2 separate regions of the Mus musculus genome follow, and region 1 is linked to region 2. Evidence: chromatin contacts called from public promoter capture Hi-C data. All regions are on one chromosome and are shown on one strand. The core of a region is the stretch at or near the end of the contact, and the rest is flanking DNA. Distances in the headings are between cores, read along the strand shown.

What was found. Promoter capture Hi-C pulls out the DNA fragments that hold promoters and counts their contacts.
Region 1: a promoter capture Hi-C map of liver shows a contact between it and region 2, with 4 times the contacts expected there. The contact joins the promoter of Ndn here to the promoter of A230006K03Rik in region 2. A contact is called at or near these places in 2 of 39 promoter capture datasets (hippocampal neurons and liver).

The regions. Positions count from the first base shown.
Region 1 is chr7:62,346,830-62,351,466 of GRCm38.p6, forward strand. Ndn (necdin) reads left to right here and starts at 1,448. Exons shown (of 1, transcript NM_010882.3): 1 at 1,448-3,099. The coding sequence starts at 1,579. The coding sequence ends at 2,556. All of the region lies in intron 1 of Gm32061 (predicted gene, 32061), which reads right to left.
Region 2 is chr7:61,308,861-61,313,359 of GRCm38.p6, forward strand. A230006K03Rik (RIKEN cDNA A230006K03 gene) reads right to left here and starts at 2,789. Exons shown (of 11, transcript NR_169189.1): 1 at 2,650-2,789.

The DNA of each region.
Region 1 (4,637 bases), core at 198-2,697, 1.0 Mb after region 2:
GTAGATCACAACTGAGAGAAAGTGTTGCCTTCAAAAATGTCAATAAGAAGCAAACTAATAACACGTCTAGGCTGGAGTTTAAAACAAGTTATTGTACATGTGCAAATATTCTCAAATCTGGAAAACTCTGAATCGCTTCTTGCCATAACTATTCTGGGTAAAAGATAGCTGTTATATCTAAACAAACATATTTTAGAACCTAGGAATGCCAACATGATATCTTAAATCTGTCCGCTTTAAGTGATGAGAAGGGCTAAGGAATTCCATTATTTCAGAACAAGAAAGATGATCAAATCTAAGGACTTCTGGCTTTGGAAGCTTCAACAATGGTCATTGTATAAAGGAGAGTTTGAGGAAATATCAGCTTTAGATGACCTCTCGATCTACCTTTTTATTTTTGGACACCAATATGTTGCATCTTATTCATGAGAGACTGTTAGGTATCGAAAAGAGCTGCATTTAAAATATATTGGGAAAGATTTGGATGTGCTCCCAACATGGAATTAGTCATTTGTGAATGACATAATTTAAGAAGTAGAAGATTTCTTATAAACGCAGAAGATGCAGTGAGCAGGGCAAAAAGGTAGTGGGAAAATATGAAAAATACACTGTCATAAAATGTGTATTAATAAATATGTTGATCATTTTCCACTAGAATCTTAACGGAAGCTTTAGATGAAAACAAAGTGACCTAATAGAAATGGAGAGCCCAAATCTATAGTTATTAAAATAATTCAAAACCAACAAACTGAGCATCCAATGATGAATGAATGCATATATATATATTTTATATATCCCTCATTTTCATGTGGGGCCTGGGGGATTTAAATTCTGGTTCTCATGCTTGAACTGCAAAAGCTCTTAACCACTGAACCAAGTCTCATTTTAATTAAAATTTTAAACTCCCATCAATTATGCTATATGAATCTACTACTTCTAGAACATTCAAATCTCACATGGATTTATCTCCAGTGTCTGTAACTACACTTTACATTCTTCCTTGTTTGATCTGCATTCAGATATGTAAGAATTTATCTCTATTAATAATTTCTCAATATTCCAATCTTAAACAACTCATCATCATCATAAGGTACAGCTTTCCAAAAGAAAAAAGAAAAAAAAGTCATTTCTGTTTCTCTTATTCTTTTGTAGAAAAACCAAAATCAAGAATTAAGTCTTTCTCCAGGACCTTCACATTTAATTTGATTTTGCACAAACTCAGTGTGTCCGAACTTAACTTCACCATCTCAGCTACATCTTTCTCCTTCAACTTGTTTCTTTCCCTACCATCATCTAGTTCTGTGCCATACAGGAGACCAGGAAATCTTTTACATAAGCCTAGTGGTACCCTCCCTTAGACCCCAGTGGTTGGGCTTTGCTGCTTCGCTCCTTTCCAGCCCTACCACCCTTCTGGCTTCCCAACACGCATGCGCAATATCGCATCAGCCCCGCCCGCCCGCTGCTGCGGAAGGCGCAGTGCTCAGTAAAGCGCACTTCCTCTGCTGGTCTCCACCGAGGGAGTGCCCGCTCCAAGAGCTCCAAGCCGCATCGGTCCTGCTCTGATCCGAAGGCGCAGACATGTCGGAACAAAGTAAGGACCTGAGCGACCCTAACTTTGCAGCCGAGGTCCCCGACTGTGAGATGCAGGACAGCGATGCCGTTCCGGTGGGGATCCCTCCTCCCGCTTCTCTGGCCGCTAACCTCGCAGGGCCACCGTGCGCTCCCGAAGGCCCTATGGCAGCCCAACAGGCCTCGCCACCGCCCGAAGAACGGATAGAAGATGTTGACCCTAAAATCCTGCAGCAGGCCGCAGAGGAGGGCCGCGCCCACCAGCCCCAGAGTCCAGCCCGGCCGATCCCAGCACCGCCAGCCCCTGCCCAGCTGGTGCAGAAGGCGCACGAGCTCATGTGGTACGTGTTGGTGAAGGACCAGAAGAGGATGGTCCTCTGGTTTCCAGACATGGTGAAAGAGGTCATGGGCAGCTACAAGAAATGGTGCAGAAGCATCCTCAGGCGCACCAGCGTCATCCTCGCCAGAGTGTTCGGGCTGCACCTGAGGCTGACCAATCTCCACACCATGGAGTTTGCCCTGGTCAAAGCCCTCAGCCCAGAGGAGCTAGACAGGGTGGCGCTCAACAACCGTATGCCCATGACAGGCCTCCTGCTCATGATCCTGAGCCTCATCTATGTGAAGGGCCGCGGGGCCAGAGAGGGTGCGGTCTGGAATGTGCTGCGCATCCTGGGGCTGAGGCCCTGGAAGAAGCACTCCACCTTCGGAGACGTGAGGAAGATAATCACCGAGGAGTTCGTCCAGCAGAATTACCTGAAGTACCAGCGTGTGCCCCACATCGAGCCTCCCGAGTACGAGTTCTTCTGGGGGTCCAGAGCTAACCGTGAAATCACCAAGATGCAGATCATGGAGTTCCTGGCCAGAGTCTTCAAGAAAGATCCCCAGGCGTGGCCTTCCCGATACAGGGAGGCTCTGGAGCAGGCCAGAGCTCTGCGGGAGGCTAATCTTGCTGCCCAGGCCCCCCGCAGCAGTGTCTCTGAGGACTAAAAAGGTCCAGGGGCACACTGATAGTTTCTGACCCATACTAGGGCTGTGTAAGGGTGGGGTTGAGTCATTAGAGTATCCCAAATCCACAGTGCAGTATTTCATGTATAATTTTTAAGTTTTCCATACAGTGCTTTTGTACCTTGTAATGCTATTCATTTGTGTACTCGTGTAGTGTTTAAGATTGATGCATGTGTGATAAGTATTTGGTACTTTCACTTTTGTGCTTTCGTGCATTTTTGTACAAGAGATGTGCTGTGCTAAACTTGTGAAATACATTGAGGTGTTCTGTATCTTGTTCTTTGTATGGGACTGATGATCTGTATCGACAAAGAAGGCCCTGGAGAGTTAGCAGGACTTAACAGCAACGCAGACCTGAGCAAGAGAAAGGTCAAGGCCTTTCTCCATATGACTTCAACTGGCACAGGAAGCATCCATGTGGAATGGACTGATTTGAACTGGACTGTTCTCAGTGTAGGCACTTAGCACCCTTTACAAAACATGTATGCAACCCCACCATAAATAAACGTTAAAATGAGCATTAAAGATACTGTGAAATAATTTCTTGGGGGGGGGGAGGAGGCATTTATTTTTGATGAAAGGGGGAGTGGGAATGGGTGGGGATGAGAAAGATTCTCCCTGTGTGCAGCATAAGCAAACACGGTGTCCTAACACAGTGGGAGACCACACGACCACTCAGAAGAAACTTGCAGTGCTTTAATCAATTTGTCACATAAAAGGTATAACAACAACAACAAAAAAGCTCATTATCACATAACATGGGGATAATAACAGGTATATGGAGGGCCTGCCCCTTTTCTGTTGCATTTTTTAAAATAGTCTTTGATGGACACTTTAGCAGAATAAACCCTTATCATGCATTTTCTTCTTTATTTTGTCCTCCCACCAGCCATAAGAAGTAAGGAATAACTGTATCATCACAGAGCAAGAAAAAATAAAAGGGGTGTTGGTAATGAACTATCCTAAAACCTTTATACAGGAGTCTTGACACCAAGCTCCCCATGGCCACCACTCACACACGCACTCTGGCCTCCCTGCTGTATGCATTAAGGGTTTGATTTTTCTAATTAATTCCAAGAGTTTCACAGAAAATTAGCTTCTGAATGTACAAATTAGGAAACTCGTTTCAGAAAGAATTGATGACCTAATCAAGTCCTTATCTTGCTAAGGGGTAAAAACAAGATCTGAAATTTCATCTTTCCAGAAGGATGAAGATGAGCGAAACTATTCTGACAGTCGTACCAGTAAGAGCCATGGCACTAATGAAATAGAGGAGGGGTTGGGATTAAGGAGCTGCCCCCAGAAGCATAGTCACATTTGCCACTCAGCAGTCAGTATGTTGCAGTGGGCAGTAGGTGAAGAGAGGGTGAAATGGGATGAGAATCACTGTAAACAGCAACAACTGGGGTAAAAATCTCCTTAGAAAGCTTTTGGTCTGGGGAGAAAGAGAGACACGAGGCTTTAATGAGATTAGAAATCCTTTAGAATTTGTGGTAAAAGTCATTTAGTAAAAGCTAAAAAGTAATTTCCCCCCTGGGAAAGGTGAATAAGGGGAGATACCTGTCACACCATACCGAGTAAAGAGTAAACGAGGAGTCCTATTAATATGAAAGAGATGCAACCAGTGTGTTGACGTGCAGAACTGCCGACATTTAGTGGCATTACCTAGCTTGTAATGCAGGGAATTAAAAGGCTTATAATCCATGTGTCTGTTAAAACGGAACTCATCATATTTAGTTGTGCCCATAGTCTTTCACTGGAGTGAGAATGGAAAGTGGGAAGATACTGACTGTAACCCCAATGTGAGTGACCCGGCTTTCAGCAGACTTCATAAAGAGCTGATGCTAGCTGGCACACCTATTTAAGACGTTTAGGGTTTTTCTGCTGTAAGAATATTGAATCTGCTTTGCATGGATCTGCTTGGCAAAGTCTGTTCTGCAGATTGCAGTTTTGCAGACCTACGTAAAACAGATTCGAGATCACTGACACTGGCATCCCGGCCAAGCATTCGCTGAGGAATAGGAGAGTGAGAAACAAGGCGCTGATTACTGACAGGCCCAAGA
Region 2 (4,499 bases), core at 1,539-4,038:
GGGAAATAAAACACTTTTACTATTGCAAAATGAAGGAAAACAATTTAAAAAACTATATTTCCAGAAAAAAAGAGATGAAATTACCTAAGACTCCTTGGCCATTTAACATTCAAATAATAAGTCAATACAGATATATGCCAAGGTTCATCCTAGTCAATTGGTGAGTTTATTGGGAAAACACACAGATCATTTTAATTGATTATTTTCAGAGCTGTGTGTACTCAGAAAAAGGCTACCCAGAAAATCATTACCCAGTAAGCAAATGGCAGAGCCATGCTCCAATACTCATGCTTTGCATATATTTTCTAGCCTCTTAAGTGGTAATACTCAGTAAGTTTAGATTTACCTACAGTAAAATGTATGATCATGTGGATATTAGAATGAGGATCTCCTGCCTCTTCTTATAATTTAGTGAGCACATGTAAACAAACTTCAAGCCAGTCTAGGGTATCTATTTGCCAGGTGGCACAGGTGATTACCGTAGATGCCTGCTGCTTGCCTGGAAATACAGGACTAGACAGTACATTTACCTATTCCTATATCACTTCTTTCCTTTTCAGCTCCCTCTTTTCTCAAGTGTTTCTGACTACTATATAATTTTAAATAGCTGAATTAGGATATTCACGCTACAGTGTTTTACTGAACACAGAAGCACATTTTTCATACCATTGTCTATGGAAAATTCTTATTAAAAATCTGTTGGATTATTTTTTTTAGTACAAAGCAAAGTTAAAGCAAATAATGAATATTAAGGAATGGACAACTGAATTAGTAGACATGGAATACCTGGTATTACATTTAACCTATCAATATCAGGTCTTTCTTCACTGGAAAATATGATACTTGTTTCTCTGATATTTGTATAAGTGACCCATACAATTCCAATTATTGCCTCTGTGAGAATGGACATTTAATCCAATAAGATCTTTATTTCAAACTAAAATTGCCATGTCTTTATTGAACTTTTTGGCATATATATACATTGACTGACACTTCTAACTGTGAAACATGCAAAATTGCAAATTGACCAGGATTTGAGCTTGGTGGTATCATAGTGGTACCTATAAAGGTTATATGACCTATCACACAGGGAGGGTATATTTTTGGCAATTCCTATATTTACATATCCCATGCCCCTTATCCAAAATTACCAGCATCCTGAGAAACAGAATCTTCCTTTTAATTCAGTCCAGTAATGTACACAATAAATGTTATAACAAATTTAATTCACTTAGAAGACTTCCTCTGAGGAATCTGCAGTCAAAACTACTATGAAGGCCTCCCACTTCTATCACTGCCATTCACAATTTAAATATTCTTCTACAACCTCTGTCTTTACTCATTTTCAACAAAATATCCATGCTTGATTATTCAGATACATATTTCTCTTGAATGAGCCTCAAAAGCAGATAAATCCTCAAAATTTATCACTATATTAAATACAGAGAAGTAAAATAATAGAAATGATGTACAGAAAAATAAGAAAAATTGCTGAGTCACAATCCTTTAGCTACATACATATTTACTAGTACAATAAAGATGATAATTTAGTAAAGATTTTGATAAGAATAATATCTGTGCTAAACAAATGTTAGTAATTATATTTAATGTTAGTAACTAATGAGATATTAACATTAAATATAAGCCAGGTATGATATACTATGATAGATTCAAATGATTAGCACCAATTAATTCTTTCACATATCAACATTTAAATAAAATTATATGCAATTGAGACACCTAGATTATGTACAAAAAACAATACTTGAATTAAAAAAAATACTACAGAACACAAAAAAGGCACAGGATCATATCTATTAACCACAATTGAAAAAAATGCTTTGTCATCCCTAAACAGAAATTGTCTCAAAGCAATCTATTTAAAATATCATAGCTATTAGAACTCAGGGAAACTGGGCAGTGGCTGTAAACCTTGGTACACTATGATTCAAAGTCAAAAACAAAAACAAAAAACATTTTGGTATCTTAAGATTTTTCATTAGACTATATGCATACTCTGCTTTAACTGTCTGAAAAGAATGAAGTATGCATATATATATATTATATATATATATATATATATATATATATATATATATATAAACACTATATATATGCATCTATACACACACACACACACACACACACACACACACACATATATATATATATATATATATAAAACTATGCTTGTACCCAACAATAACAATGCAAACCTTATGCGAGAATTTGGGTTTAAATGTAATATAAATCATCTGAGACTGTGAATATTAACAATATCATAGAGAAAGTGACTTGCAGGATTTGGGGTTTTAGTACTCTCAGAGGGCAATAGCATACTAAATAAGGTGATGTTAATAATATTGGAAAGATTTTCATCTTGACAGGTGAGAACTGCTGTCCTAATATAAAAACCTTTTGCAGATGTGGTCCCTCAACTCAGATTAAGGAGCAATAGGCCTCCTGTCTCTGTCAGGTGAGAAGGATGATGTAATACACTATCCTTGCAGATGAAGCAGGACCACAAGGCCGAGTCCTGAATGATAGATATTAAAACCGACGCAATGACCAGAAGCAATAACAAATATCTTGCACAACATACAGAAGCAGTTTCATTCAGAGCAGGAATGTGAAGAATCAGCAATTTACCTGGCCATGGTGACGTTTTCTTTTCATTTTCATCTGAAGGTTTCCCAAGCAATCCTCCTTCTAGAAAAAGCAGCTTGTTGTCAATCTACAACAAGAGACTGGTATAAGCTGCGTGTTAAACATCAACCAGGAACGTTACTGGAATATTTTCTTTGTGAATAAATTTCTTCAGCTCTGCTTGACTCCGACTGGCTGAGTATATATAGAAAAATAGAGAAAAGGTTTTGGACCAATCAGGAGAGAGATCTCAAAAATGATAAAAGAGGCATAAGCCTGTTGTTACCAGGGAGATTTTTCCAACAAAGATCCTCCATCTCTTCTCCCCCCTCCCTGCCTGTTGCATCGGCAATAATAATAATGAAGAAATAGAAGGTGAAAGAAAATGTTATGTAGTTATTCTTTAGTTACTGGCTCTGATTAAAAACAGAGAAAACTGTCCAGTAATGCCTGAGCCTTTTAGAATGAATATGACTAATGATACCTGTAATAAAGCATCCATTTTTTTTCCTATGGACAGCTGCATGTCGTCATGGACTGTCAAATATATCACAGAGCTGAACCTTTGTAATATTCCTGTGACAATATCCTGAGGAGTTATGCATATTTTAAAATTTTTGCACATTAGTTTATATATTTATGCTTATCACAACCTACAAACAATGCACTTGTATTATCAAAAGGCATATTTGTGTCCAGTTTCATGAACGTATTTACCTAATAATATGCCTCGTCTTAAATTATCATAATGGTAAAGAAATTCTAAAAGGAGATTATTTTAGAAAAGAAGCATTCAAAATCTAGATATATTACAAATCATTCTTTTGTACGTAATTACATATGTGATTTTTTTATGCAGAGAAGCACACTGTGTACTTGGGAATGATGTACATATGAGATCTTATAGACTTGTTATTAACATTTCATTATTTTGTAAACATTATCTTAATAGTCATATGTCATTTACTATGTTAAAAATACAACCATTTCATTCACTACATTAGGGTTACTCACAATATCTATAACTAATAGTAATTGGGCATTACATTTGATCTCTTTTTAATACACAATCATCCAACTTATAAGTGTGGGTATGTACTCAGATGCCGAGAGATCTACAGGAGCATGAGTATTCTCTGATGCTAATCTTCCCTAAGAATATTACTTTCCATCTACAACCAGTTCATCAAACAAAAATAACTTCTGCAAGTTTCTTCTATTCCATCTCTGATGCCTTCCTGTATCCTAATACTCAACTTTCAAATTTAGAATTTGCACACTTGACTGAAATCTGAGGAGATACAAATGTGTTTATGCTATTCTCTTGTAAGCGTGATCTATGTAGCTGAAGGAAAACAACAAAGATGACCTTCTTATGTCATCCATTTCACAAGTGACCAACCTTCTGACAAAGTACAGACCAGAATGAATCCATTTACCCCAACTTTCTTTCCTTGAAGAAGCAGAAATTCATATTAACTGGTTCCGATGTATACCATGTTTGTCATTCTAGGTTGCACAGGTTTTTTTTTAATGTTAATGGCTGAAATTTTATTACAGTTTGAAGTAATATATGCTCCCCCAAAATAAGGAAGAATACAATTATTCAATTATTACCAAAAGAATAACATGTCAATAGTAAGAATTATTTTGCCACATTCTACAATTTCACACATGTTGTGGTTCTGTTGGACCAAGTCCATTCCAACACAACCAACTTGGGGGTCTGTACCTCATTTTTCCCATTCATTCAACCTTTTATTTGCCTGCTTTTTTATGTCTTCACTGTTCTTCCTTCCTTTCCTTTGCTTTTCTTTTTTTTTTTTTTTTGTTTTCATCATACCATACTGTAG